4 separate regions of the Gossypium hirsutum genome follow, and regions 1, 2 and 3 are each linked to region 4. A link is a contact called in public Hi-C data. All regions are on one chromosome and are shown on one strand. Each heading gives the region's core, a stretch centred on a gene start, on an enhancer-like site or on the middle of the called end of the contact. The rest is flanking DNA. Distances are from core to core; before and after follow the strand shown.

Evidence for each region. Hi-C and Micro-C count contacts between places; a contact is called where the count stands out from the background.
Region 1: a Hi-C map of leaf shows a contact between it and region 4, with 2.0 times the contacts expected there. The contact joins the promoter of LOC107892216 here to the promoter of LOC107892240 in region 4. A contact is called at or near these places in 3 of 34 Hi-C or Micro-C datasets (all in leaf).
Region 2: a Hi-C map of leaf shows a contact between it and region 4, with 2.4 times the contacts expected there. The contact joins the promoter of LOC107892221 here to the promoter of LOC107892240 in region 4. A contact is called at or near these places in 2 of 34 Hi-C or Micro-C datasets (leaf and petal).
Region 3: a Hi-C map of leaf shows a contact between it and region 4, with 3 times the contacts expected there. The contact joins the promoter of LOC107892748 here to the promoter of LOC107892240 in region 4. A contact is called at or near these places in 5 of 34 Hi-C or Micro-C datasets (callus and leaf).

Annotation. Positions count from the first base shown.
Region 1 is chrD09:10,627,118-10,630,590 of Gossypium_hirsutum_v2.1, reverse strand. LOC107892216 (zinc finger protein CONSTANS-LIKE 7) reads right to left here and starts at 1,486. Exons shown (of 3, transcript XM_016817233.2): 1 at 385-1,486. The coding sequence starts at 1,152.
Region 2 is chrD09:10,559,208-10,562,903 of Gossypium_hirsutum_v2.1, reverse strand. It overlaps LOC107892221 (glycerol-3-phosphate dehydrogenase [NAD(+)]), which reads left to right and starts at 1,451. Exons shown (of 12, transcript XM_016817235.2): 1 at 1,451-1,597; 2 at 1,707-2,445; 3 at 2,685-2,761; 4 at 2,854-2,926; 5 at 3,059-3,276; 6 at 3,367-3,474; 7 at 3,616-3,679. The coding sequence starts at 2,118. LOC107892218 (pectate lyase) reads left to right here. Exons shown (of 3, transcript XM_016817234.2): 2 at 1-451; 3 at 538-907. The coding sequence ends at 762.
Region 3 is chrD09:9,791,157-9,794,372 of Gossypium_hirsutum_v2.1, reverse strand. It overlaps LOC107892748 (NAC domain-containing protein 8-like), which reads right to left and starts at 1,876. Exons shown (of 6, transcript NM_001398515.1): 1 at 1,570-1,876; 2 at 541-673; 3 at 265-451. The coding sequence starts at 1,577. It overlaps TRNAD-GUC (transfer RNA aspartic acid (anticodon GUC)), which reads left to right and starts at 2,947; the gene lies at 2,947-3,018.
Region 4 is chrD09:10,191,291-10,194,738 of Gossypium_hirsutum_v2.1, reverse strand. It overlaps LOC107892240 (terpene synthase 10), which reads left to right and starts at 1,483. Exons shown (of 7, transcript XM_016817264.2): 1 at 1,483-1,829; 2 at 1,968-2,238; 3 at 2,324-2,702; 4 at 2,810-3,028; 5 at 3,161-3,299; 6 at 3,381-3,448. The coding sequence starts at 1,605.

The sequences.
Region 1 (3,473 bases), core at 237-2,736, 440 kb before region 4:
TTATTATTTATCTATGTATGCAATACTCTTCCAATTTATTACCATACACCATTGATTTATTTTGACTTGTATGTTCAATTATTATTTATCTATGTATGCAATACTCTTCCAATTTATTACCATACACCATTGATTTATTTTGACTTGTACATAAATTTTTTTTAATATATATAGTTAGTGTATTAAATTCGAACTCATAAAAATATTTGTGCATAAAAAAACATTTTTTTGAAGTTGAATAAAAAAAACATCTTGAATGATTTATTTTATAAAAAGAAATCTAGTGAAGTCCAAAATTAAATATTTTTATTAATAACTCCTAACTTTTTAACATTAGAAAAAGTTAAAAGAAAAGAAATGATTGATTAGGGGCTAAGATCTTACATTGGGAGAAGGTTGATGCAAGTGAGGGACAATTTGAGGGGACTCTCCTTCAATGTAAAGGGGGCCCTTACCAGACCAAGCATTCATTATCTCCTCATAGTCAAGCTTCAAAGCCAACAACTTTTTCATCTTCTTCTTACTCCACCATGCACCGCCATCATAACCACCGTCTCCTCCGCCGCCGCTACTCACTTCTTCCATCTCTTTCTTCTCCACAACCTCAGAATAAACCACCCACTTCTCCTCACTCTCATCTCTCTCCTTCTTCCCTTTCATAGCCGCCCGTACAAGCGACAACCTCGTTCGATCTTCATAGCTATACCCCCTATACGTAAAAGAAGGCGACAAAGGACTCTCTTCCGACGTCACCGTAGTCGCAGTCGTCGTGGTCGTCGCCGTCGCCGTTTCATTCTTATAATTATCACTACCTTCGCTGTCTAAAAGACCGTTAAGTGTAACAGCATGATCACTGTCTCCCTCTGTCGTGTTGAAAAGCAAAGAAACATTATCGTACTGTGTATCACGATCTTCAACTAAATTTTCAGGGTGAAGTGGGAAAAGATTAAGCTGTTTATCTGTAATTTCTTTGTTGTTGTTATCGTTGTTGTTGGTTAATGGCATTTGGGGTAAGTTTTCTTCAAGGTGAAGAAGGCTAAGGTACTTTGGTCTCCTAGTTTTAGTTCGGGTTTTCCGAGAATGTTTCAGAGAAAAACTACGAGACTTTGGTTTTCTTTTGCTTCGCCTAGTACTGTTGTTATTGTTGCACATATTTCTGTTTGGATGGAGAGAAAATGGAAAGAAAAAAAAAAAAGAGAGAAGAGACCTTTAAAGAGGGAAAGGGAACAGAGCGGGATCTACAATATGGAAGGGAAAGAGGCTTAAGTGTCAGAAAATTACAGGGGAAAAGTGATGGTGATTGGGTTGATTGGGGGTGGCACTTTATGTACACGTGGAAGAAGATGATTGGGAAGGGGATTAGATTGTATTGTTATCTGGATTTCGTTGCTATAGATAGGGTTGGGGTTTTAGGGATACCAATTGGCCAAGACAGGAAAATGTTTGATTTTTGCTTAATAAAGAAAGATAAGATTATATTTCAATTAGGCTAAAATTCAGATACCAAGCACCTTTACTCTAAAATTCTCTTAAACCTTCCTTGACATCTATTTATTAAGCAAATTTTAAATAAAAAATAATTATTTTCATATTATTTATTTATGTATTTTATTTTTAATTACAAAAATAAATAATATTAATTAAATATTAAAATGATATAAAATTAAATATATTTAATTTCTTTCATAAAAAAATTATATCTGACTTCAATTAAAATAAGATATGTAACTTTGATATCGATTTGTGAAATTATTTTATATAAAATCAATTAATTGCGATAATGGAAAAAATAATTAAAATATCAAAGTAAAAAAATATCAAAGTTAATGTTATAATTAAATAATCAAATATTTAATATGTATTTACATAAGAAATTATTAAACAAGAAACAAAAAGTGAAAAAGATGACAAAATTAAAATATATTTATTATTGTTGACTCAAGTAGTTGTGTAGTTACTACTAAGTGTTATAAGACATGAGTTCAAATATCACTGAACAAATGTTGAGATTTCTTTGGTAGGTGGCTATGTCCATCTATATGGTCCTTTTTATCACTGCTTTCACTTTATGAATTTGCCACTTCTTGAAGCACCTGGCTATTAGAGTTGGGAGCTAAAACTCCCATTGCAGATAATATTGACCTGTTGAGGGGTTTGTCAGCTTATGACAAACAACACTTTACAAACTTTTATCGACAGAGTTGGTCTACCTCAAAAAGGCCTTAGCTTAATCACGAAGTTAACGCTCTTGGAACTTTAAGATATAAATCGTGTGTGAGTTCTCAAACAACATTCATTTTAGTTTATGTCCTACTATATGTGAACTTTGTATATATTTAATAAGGTATAGATCTGGATATATTCTAATTATCGATCAAGTTTTATAAGATTAATTCTGGTTATAATCATTCATATGTATTCTTTATAATTGTAATTGTGACGGTATGTGTAACAATCTTATTAGATAATGTTTATTAATTATATATTTTAATAATATTAATATAAATTTTAAATATTTTATAATAAATTTAAATAAAAATATTTTATTATTTAATTTGAAATAGAGTTGATGAAGTCCAAACCAGAAACATCTTACCTAAAAATCGGGCCGAGTGAGTCAGGCCGTCTTGTATTGTAGTTTAAAACTTTAAGTCCTCCTTTAGAGGGATGGGGAAACATATTAGATATAATAATTGTGAAAGTAATTTAATAATTATAAGTGAAATTAATCATAGAAACTAAAGCTTTCATGTGAAGTTCAAAAACCAGAAAAGCAAAAAATTATTACTTTTCAGTAAGTGTATGATAGTGAAGCAAAAACCAATCACCAAAGGTTAGACTAATGAAACAGGAATGTAATAAGGGCATGGAGGGGGCGACTTAATGGCAAAAAATATGGTGGAAGTCAACAGAGAAAAACCCAGTAGCCAATCAGGAAAGAAAGGCATGAGAAAGTGCAAAGTTGAGGGTCCCCTTTTTGAGAACCTTTTTAGCTTTTTGCTTACACCTTTTTGGCAGCCTCCGTGACATGCAGGCTGAACACCTCTACAAAGCTCCAATTTGGGGTTCGTCAATAATCTTTGGAAAACTCTTTCCTTACTTTTTCTATTTTATTTGAGTTTGTCAACATTCATCAAATATCTACTTTGCTTCTTACTTTAGGACTTTGGCAGTTAGGGATTGAGATATGTAAGTATCACATTATTTGTTTCGTTTAATAAATTTGATTAGTATAAATTAAATTTTGGTTTGATTTGAGTATGTTGTATTGAGTTTTGTTTACTTCCAATTTTGTAAAAATAGCAACCTTTTAAAATGATTTTTTTTTGGCAAGAAGCTTAAAAAAGTTGAAACATATGTTGTCTAGTGGTCACTATGGCTTAGCACTATTAAAAATTGTACAAACAAAAATAAAGGACACCAAAGAGTTGTTTATGCAGTTTGGTTTCTCTATGTCTACAGAGCCTAGCTCA
Region 2 (3,696 bases), core at 202-2,701, 370 kb before region 4:
ACCCGGGGGTAGTACAATTATAAGAGACTCTCCCCATCATGCAGGGCATTGGACTCCATCGGACGGTGATGGTGTCTCAATCTTTGGCAGCAAGAATATATGGGTTGACCATTGTTCATTGTCGAATTGTCATGATGGACTCATCGATGTCATCCATGGATCCACCGCCGTGACTATATCAAACAACTACATGACCCATCATGATAAAGTCATGCTTTTGGGCCACAGTGATTCCTATATGCAAGATAAAAACATGCAAGTCACTGTTGCCTTTAACCATTTCGGGGAAGGTCTAATTCAAAGAATGCCAAGGTGTAGACTTGGATATTTCCATGTGGTGAACAACGATTACACCCATTGGGAAATGTACGCCATTGGTGGCAGTGCAAACCCTACTATCAACAGCCAAGGAAACAGGTTTCTAGCACCCAATGATAGATCAAAGAAAGAGGTAATTAATTTTCAAAGTCCTCATTAGCACGAGTTAACTCATATATATCACCATTTTCACACTACCATATGTAATGATTTTTGTAGGTGACCAAGCATGAGAATGCACCAGAGAGTGAATGGAAACGCTGGAACTGGAGATCCGAAGGAGACTTGATGTTGAATGGAGCCTTTTTCAGGCAAACCGGTGCTTCTGGTGCATCTTCAACCTTTTCTAGGGCTTCGAGCCTTAGTGCTAGACCATCTTCTCTTGTGGGTACAATGACAATGACTGCTGGCGCACTCAAATGTAGAAGGGGTTCCCACTGCTAGTTTTAAACTTATAATTAGCAGTTTAATTATAATTTAGTCTTTTTGTTTCTTTTAAGAATGTAATGAAACGACGACCTCTGCATGTTGCCTGAAATTGGACACAACTTGGATTAATCATTAATCCTATACAGTTAATTTGTAGTAATTTTCTGTATTGATAGATCAAAGCATGCAACTGCAGTTTAGGGTTGCTTTTATGTAATCTGCTATAAGTGGCTAAAGTGTACTTTTTCATGAAAGTGATTGTCTTTATTGATAAGAGAGTTTTGCTTGTTTTATCTACATAACGTATAAAAAGTATATATTTTATATCTCTTAAATGCTTTCATGGATAAAAAGTCAAACCAAAGCATTAATTATAATGGAAAAAGATAAAAAGTATTTATATAAAATGTTGTGAGCGTTTGGATAATTGTCACCGAAAAAGTTATTGCTTTTGAAGTACCAAAATGTCAATGCAAACAAACCCAATTAATCATCAATTAATTTATTCTTTGTCGTTGAAAAAAATTAAAATATAGAATTTTACTAATAAAAACTTAATAATAATAGTAATAGTATTCCTTAAAAAATTAATAATAGTAATAACCAAAAATGGAAAACCTTAATTTAGAAAATTAATAATAGTAATAATCATGCGATCTAGTTTTGATGTGTGAAACAAACAATGGTTTATAGGAAGAAAATTTTCATATAAAAAGGAGCAACTAAAAGCCAAGTTTTGGGCGTAAATCATGGAGAAACTGAATATCTGAGCTAGACCGCAATGTGATTTGAGTAGAGTGGGAATGCAAGACAGAATCTCCCGCATGCACTCATAGCTTCAAGCTTTTTGGTATGTTTATTACATTGTGATTAATTAAAGTCAGTCACTGTCTCAAACATTTGCAAATGCCAATTGCAATTTACTAAACTTCTTTCTATCTCATATCATCTTCTTGCAGACCTTTGCTTTTACCATGAATATCAAGTATCTCTCCCTATCTATCTCTATATATTGACCCAACCAGTTTTGGGCTAAAATATATTGACCCATTAGAAAATGGGTCTAAGATATTTCTTTATTGAAATGGACCCAAGACAAGTTCCACGACGGTTTTTGTTCTTTGGATCATAGCCTTCATTGGTCTCACTTTCATTTTTATTCACTGATAAATTGCCAAAACAACCATGTCATTACAAAATTACTTTGCAAAGTGAGGTCCAAACTTGCAGTAGTTTTGACTTGGAAAGAAAACCCGAAGGAAGAAAGCAAAAGCAACATAGAGTAGATCGCCAACTTCAACAAATGAAAGCATAAAAGATAACTTTGTTTCATTGTTTGTGACGACAACGTGTCTGTCATCTCCGCCCTCATGCGCTTTCATTTCCCCTTATATTCTTCTTCATCTTTCTCCCTCTTTTCTGACTTCACTTTCATTTCTTCATTGCCACTCATCTTTTCTTCCTCCCATTTCTCCCCTTTCATTTCAATGGCTCCTGCTTTTGAACCTCTCTCTCCCCCACACCAAGAAGCTGAACCCCAAACTGCAACACCCCATCACGCTGACACTGTAAACAATTTTGGGAATGATGGTCAAGTTGTCTCTAAATCAAAGGTCACTGTTGTTGGTAGTGGTAATTGGGGTAGTGTTGCTGCTAAGCTCATTGCTTCTAACACTCTCAAGCTCAACTCTTTTCATGGTATTTGTCTACCCTTCACTCATCTTTTTGTTTCTTGCATGATTTTCCGTTTCTTTCAACGATTTAGAAACCGGGGAAAAGCTCCCCAAAGATGTTAGCTTGTGAGATTCATATGGTGGAATGATGAAAAAGATTACTTAACTATGTTTAGAAGTATTGAGATTTGATAATACTAAGTGGAAGTTTTTATGGTTTTAGATTTGGAATTGAATTGCAATTTGTTCTAATGAAAAATCCAGATGAAGTGAGGATGTGGGTATTTGAGGAGACATTGCAAACGGATGAAAAGCTTACAGATGTCATTAACAAAACTAATGTGAGCACTTGAAAACATTCATTTTCTGTCCATTTGTTTATTTTCTTGTAGATTTTCTCAACCTGTAAGTGGGCTTGCTTTTGTTTCACTAGGAAAATGTTAAATACCTTCCTGGTATTAAGCTCGGCAAAAATGTCATTGCGGATCCAGACCTCGACAATGCAGGTAATCAATTTCCCCTTTTTTCTTTACATTTCTTGTACCCTTTTTGCTTCATTTATATTCTTGAATGCTTGTAGCTAGGGTAGTTAGGGATAGATGTTCACTATGTTTACGGTTGAAATCGAAATTCTGCAGTAAAAGATGCAAACATGTTGGTCTTTGTGACCCCTCATCAATTTATGGAGGGCATATGCAAGAGGCTTGTTGGTAAAGTAAGGGGAGATGTTGAGGCTATTTCTCTTATTAAAGGGATGGAGGTCAAAATGGAAGGCCCTTGTATGATCTCCAATCTTATATCCGAGCAGCTCGGCATCAATTGTTCTGTTCTAATGGGGGCAAATATCGCAAATGAGGTAATCAGTTGATATACTTGAGAAGTTCACATACAAATTACAGTGTCATTTTGCCATTGGTTTCTCACAAGTAACTAGTTGAGCCTATAGATCGCTGTGGAGAAATTCAGTGAAGCAACGGTTGGATATCGAGACAATCGAGAGATTGCGGAGCAATGGGTTAAATTATTCAGTACCCCTTATTTCATGGTCACTCCTGTGAGTAATATTGCTACACTTTTTTCATTCGAGCTCTAATTAATATCAGAATCATGAATTGTTGAATTGGTACAGAGCATAAAGTACGAATGTAATGCATTTTAAGAAATATTTTGGCCTTCTGTTTTCACGAACAAACAGGTCCAGGATGTGGAAGGGGTTGAACTATGTGGAACTTTGAAGAATGTTGTGGCCATTGCAGCTGGTATGTAATACAGTAAC
Region 3 (3,216 bases), core at 627-3,126, 400 kb after region 4:
CTCACCTACTTCAAATAACAATGAATGCATATACCAACAATTCATCCTACATATGACAGCAATGTAAAAAACAAAAATATAGTATCCAAATCAAGCTGCAGTGTATATTTTCCATTGTTGTGAATTCCGAACGTTGCAACATGGATTCGATTAATGCCAAATGCGTAATACCCACAAAATGGGCTAATATGGTAAATCGAGTTCATCCTACATGTGACAGCAATGTAAAAACAACAAAATTAGTTCATCCATAACCACATTTACCTGGAAGATTCTCAGGATGAGTGTAACAAATCCCCTGACACTCGCAGAGCGTCAGAATAAACTCATCGATAAACAGGTGTTCTTTCGAGTCTCCGACACCGCACTTAGCGGCTAAGTGATCTAAAAGCTCTGAATCAGATGGATCAAATTTCACTCCCACTGGAAGGCCAGGCCATTGAGGAAACACCTGCAAATAAAACAGCCCCCACACATAAGTGTAAGAAAACCATAAAAACCTTAAAAAATTCGATTGAAACAATGATGTTTTCCGCTTACATCGCTGTTATCGATACGATAATGACAGTTGGGACATTCACGATTCGCTCCGCAATCAGTGATTTGAACGGAAGAAGACCATGAAGCATTTTTTACTTTCTTTGCTATTGCTCTGCTATCAACAAGCCAGCTCCTGCAAAACAACAATGGTTTTTGTTATGAGCAAAATAGTCCAAAAACAAAACATACATTGGAGAAGTGTAAAGAAACAGGTTGTTTTTTTAAGGATGATTTTCCATTAATAACAGTTGTAAGAAATCATGAACTCTCTCAATGAACCTCATACTGGATGAAGAAACAGTTGCACTTGATGACCCCCACCCAAAAGGTACCACAAAATTAAACTCAATGGGAAAATAGGGGGTTAAATATAAAAACCAACTCTATTTATGGTAAGTTTTTATGTAACTTACAAACCCCATTAAATCAAGAAATAAAATAACCCAGATGTGAGGGATTTATTTTCTTAAAAGTCCATAAATTTATCCAGAAAAGAATTCCAACCAAAAATCAGTTAACTCTACCCACCATGCCTCCTATGTCTAGGTAAATTTAAAGGAAGCTTTTCCATTAACAACAGTTTGTGCAGTAATGAAGAGCTTCTAAGAAAGGATGATCATCAAATAACATCATGTAAACTCTCTCAATGGAGCTCATAATGGATGAACAAACACAATCACTCAATGAATGACAAAGTCCCCCCACGTCTTCAAACTCAGGTGAAATTAAGGAAAATAGGGGTTAAAAAAAAACCAACCCCCTTTACAGCAAGTTTTTACTATACCCCCATTGCCTAAAAAAAGTAACCCAAGAAATAAAAAAAGGAATTTCATGGTAACCCAGAATCTTAAATCACGTATTTCCCCCATAAATTCAACATCAAAACTTCAGTTGAAAATGGGGATTTCAAGTTAAAAGTCCAATTTTTTTCCCAAAGAAAAAAGAATCCAACCCAAAATCAGTCAATTAAACAATGAAAATATTATCATTAAATTCATTATTTTTTATCATTAATTTCTTTAACCTTACCTCGCCATTAACAAAGTAAAGAAAGGGGAAGAGGAAGAAGAAGAATGATGAATAGAGAAGAGAGTATAAGCGAAGCTTTTAAGCTCTCTAAATACTTCTCTTTCCCTTTGCCCTTTTTCTACACTAGGCTAAGTAATCGAACGATGAAAGGAGAGAGAGAGAGCGGGAAATTTTGCTTTGGAACTCATATAATAGGCTCGGAAACTCAATCTCAGCTTCGGAGAATGACATCAGAGCGGAAGTTTGTTTTGTTTTTTTCATTTGTAGGTCCCGTAGTTGACTAAACCTGGACCCGAACCATTTGGTTCGGACACGAAGTTCGGTTCCTTGTCTGAAGAATGTTTAAGCACTTGGCAGCTTCGAATTTCGAGCTTCATGGCATTTTTCGTAATTATCTTCAATCTCCTACTTGCCTCCCAAGCTTGACAATGGGAACGTTGGTTCATTGGAACACTTCAAATTGTTGGTCTAAATTCCATCTTCAGTCCCTGTATTTTACTAATATTATCAAAAATTCATTATTCGACTGAAATAATTTGTAAAATAGATTTACCATTCTAAAGGAAAACAATTTTTTTTTTGCTTCGGGTTTTCTAACAATTACTGTAATCAAGTGACAAAAAATTTAATGGTGCTAGTGAGGACATTAGTAACGGTAGAATTAAATTAAAAATTATGAACTAAATAGGTAAACTGAGTATAATATAAGGATTAAAAGTAGAATTTAACCAAACTCAATTTTTAAATTTTTTAATAATAATTGAAAAGAAAAAGAGAACTTTTTTACTGAAAATTCCACTGTTTCCGACGCGGCTTCCTTTTTAATTGGATACTAAGCATTATTATCATTAATTCTGTAAATAAATCTAAAAGTGTATTATGCTTTAAATAATTTGTGATTGGTAAATCTTATGAAAACCTTGATTTTGTTAGTAAATTATAATAACAGGATAAAGTTCGAACAATAAATGTGACTAGTGCGACTCAAATCCAAGATACACTTGAGATGGTAAACACCCTGACTATTAGGTCATTACATGGGGTTCAATGAAAACATTCTTTTAAGTCATGAAACATTGCAACTTTATAAGAGATTTAAATTGGATAAAATTAAATACAAGAATTGAAGTAATACAAGCATTGTAAATTTGTTTGTGTTTAGAGCAATTTGAATACGAATGTGATTTTGATTTGTTGTAAATATTTACTTTCAATCATAAATAAAAATGTCATTTTTAATTTTTATATTTGAAAAACGCTAACTCAACCTCACATAATTAGGGAATAACAGTATATAATAACATATAATTTTTTGAAAAAGGACATTTTATCTGACAAATATATGAAATTTAATAAAACTTGATCATTAAGCATCTAGTCGTTGTAGTATAGTGGTGAGTATTCCCGCCTGTCACGCGGGTGACCCGGGTTCGATCCCCGGCAACGGCGATTTTCATTGTTTTTATTTTTTTCATTTTTCATTGGTTATGCGTTAAACCGGATGCCAATAAAATGTAAGAAAGATGGGTGTTGAGAGACTTGGGGGCCCATGATATTACAGGCCTGCAGTTAAATACATAATGCTACAAATCAAGCCCAATCTGTTCAAAAAATCAATGTTAGCCTCTCTTTTATAGGATTTATTTT
Region 4 (3,448 bases), core at 234-2,733:
GTTGGTCCATAATCATAACTAAAAATGACCATATTTATTGCAATTATAACATTGTATCTGAGATTTATTTCCTTGTTGAAAACTACCTCTACCTCAACCTTGGCCTCAGCCTCGAACTCCTCTTCTATGAATTGATGTCTGATATATTTCATTTGTTTGGCCTCTACCATATAATTGATTGCCTCGTCCAGGTGTTCCTCGTCCACCTCTATATCCTCCACGATTGCTTGAACCTTGTCCAAAACTATTACTAGATCCACTTTTATTGAAGGACAACTTGCTTTGCAAGACTTGCTCCAAATTTCCAGTATCATCATTTTGCTTGATTTTATGCTCATAGGCTTGGAGGGAACCCACACGTTCTTTGATTGATATTTGTGATTAATATTTTGATTCTTCAATGGCAATAACCACATAATCAAATTTTTGTGTTAATGACGACAAACTTTTTTCTATTACTCTTACGTCATCAAAATTTTCTCTATTCCTTTTCATTTCATTTACCACCACTTTCACTCGGGTGACATAATCATCAACAATTTTTGAAACTTTCATCTTCAACATCTCAAATTCGACTCTAAGGGTTTGTAAGTGTAGCTTTTTTGCTTTTTCCACTCGAAGGGATTTTTTGCAAAATCCCCCATTCTTCATTTGATGTCTTCGCATTTGAAATGTTTTCAAAGGTTGATTCATGAACACTTTGAAAAATAAAGAAAAACGCTCTCTTATCTTTTTTTACAAACTTCTTTCAATGCTCTTTTTTCCTCGTTTGTCAAAACCACTTCGACAGCTGCATTTTCGGGCTCGACATATCTTTCTTCAACAATAACCCAACAATCTTAAGAATCAAGCAAATCCTTCTTTTGAATGCTCCAATTTCCATAAATTGTCTTTGTTGATTTCAGGATCTGCAGTTGAATCATGTTTCCCATTGTGACGTCGACATGAACCTAACTCGAATACCACTTGTTGGAAGTGTATGGACAATTAATAACTGAAAAATAATTTTATTACACACAAATATTACACAATACAAATAATTTTTTTTTTCTCTCTGTACTAGTTGCTGCTAGTTTTCTATCTTACGCTGTCTTTTTTTTCTTGTTCTTTTACTCACACCACTTATTCTTTCTATACACATTATGCTTACATATTTATAGGCTTGGTTAAACCGTTTTAGCTTATGGATAAGTATACTTAAACTCATGCCAGATTCATAATTAATCAACTTAATCAAAGATAAGGTTACTAGCTTGCAAGCCATAATTATCTAGTGTTTTATGTAACTTCCAGTAAATTTATCATTATTTTCATCTAAATCCTTATGTAATCATCACCAACCTGCCACGTTACTAACCAAATTGTACGGCAACTCTTGGCTTCAAGCTTTATTTGGTTTTGAGAAGTTAAAAAGGCTTTGAAAAGTCAATTTGACTTCTAAATATAATAAAAAGAAAATAGCATTAACTGATTATATATACATGGTGTGGCATGCGTCGGTTTTTGCAGAAAGTTGAATCTTTTTTTTTCTTTTCTGAAAGTAAAGTACAGCTAAGCTCTAAAGTTGAATCACTCATTTGAAATTGCCTAAGTGGAGCTTTTTCATGGCCTTTAGTCTCGTAACTGCAGTTCCTAGCAGCAGTTTCATCAGATTGCACACGAAAGGCACCTCCAACAGATCAAATGTCAACAACTTGGGTGTTGTTCGAGCCTCCAAATCTGTTGCTAAAGCCAATGATTCGGATCAAAAAATTGTTAGACGGTCTGCTAATTACCATCCTCCTACTTGGGAGTACGATTATATTCAGTCGCTCAAGAGTGACTATCTGGTATATTTATATTATTTACATTGCTTCTTGTTGTAATAAGTAGTTAAAACTTAGAACTGAACATTTGCACGCCAATTACTTTGAAGTTACAAAATTTATATTTTATCCAAGCTGAGAATATATTTACTACCCATCCAGGGGGAATCATTTAATGAACAAGCAATCAGACTTCTGGGCGAAGTGAGAATGATGCTTGAGAAAGTTATGGACCCTTTAGAGAAGCTTGAGCTGATCGATACCTTGCAGAGGCTCGGTTTATCTTATCATTTTCAGGATGAAACCAAGAGGATTTTGGAGGATATCCATATAAGGGCTGATCAGAGCAAGGCTTTATGGAAGGAAGGCAACTTATATGCTACAGCACTTGAATTTAGACTCCTAAGGCAGCATGGTTATAATTTAACTGAAGGTAAGAAGTGCAGAGATTTTGTTTAAAACAAACTGCTGTAAAAATAGTAATAGTAATAAACATATAAAATTTTCTATACGTGCAGAGGTTTTCTCCGGTTTCATGGACGAGATGGGGAATTTCAAGTCGAGTCTTTGTGAGGACTGCAAAGGGCTTCTAAACTTGTATGAAGCTTCACACCTTTCCATGGAGGATGAAGGTATCTTAGACACTGCAAGGCATTTCGCAGCTAAACAGCTTCAACAATATCTGAAACAAAAGAAATTAGATGAATATGTTAGGATGCTAGTGGAGCATGCCTTGGAACTTCCTCTACATTGGAGGGTGTCAAGGTTAGAAGCCAGGTGGTTTATAGATGTGTACGAGAAAAGAGAGAAAAGAAATCCTATTCTTTTGGAGCTCGCTAAATTGGATTTTAATATTGTGCAAGCAGTGTACCAGGATGATCTAATATACGCTTCCAAGTAAGTGCATCCATGGTCTAACAAAGAATGGAATTTTATTAATTAAATACACACACACACACACATATATTTGTCATCTAATCTTTTGAGATGAAACGATTGTGCAGGTGGTGGAGGGATATAGGTCTGGGAGAAAAGCTACCCTTTGCAAGAGACATGTTGATGGAAAACTTTCTATGGACAGTAGGCATTGCATTTGATCCTCATTTTGGGAACCTTAGAAGAACTCTAACAAAGATTATCGCATTAATAACAAGTATTGATGATGTGTATGATGTGTATGGTACATTGGACGAGTTAGAGCTCTTCACTCAAGCTGTTGAGAGGTATGATATGAATTTTCTAAAGTTTAATATTCTTCTCCCCCACTTCAGTGATTGGGTAAGGTTGGTATCAAAAAGTCCAAATCTAAGTTAATTATAGACAAGAACCTTTTTAAGTTGTGTTTAATATTTTAGATGGGATATAAATGCAATGGAGCTTCTCCCAGAATATATGAAGATATGTTTCTTTGCTCTTTACAACTCCATAAACGAAATAGCATTTGATAATCTCAAGGAACATGGATTTCATACCATTCCTTTATTGAAGAAAGCGGTACTAAGCTCAGATCTTTGTTTTCATCCATAACTATTTCCTTTAATTTTACATATTAAAATAGAGTTATCATGTATTCAGTGGGCAGAGTTATGCAAAGCTTACTTAGTGGAGGCAAAGTGGTATTACAGTGGATACATACCAACATT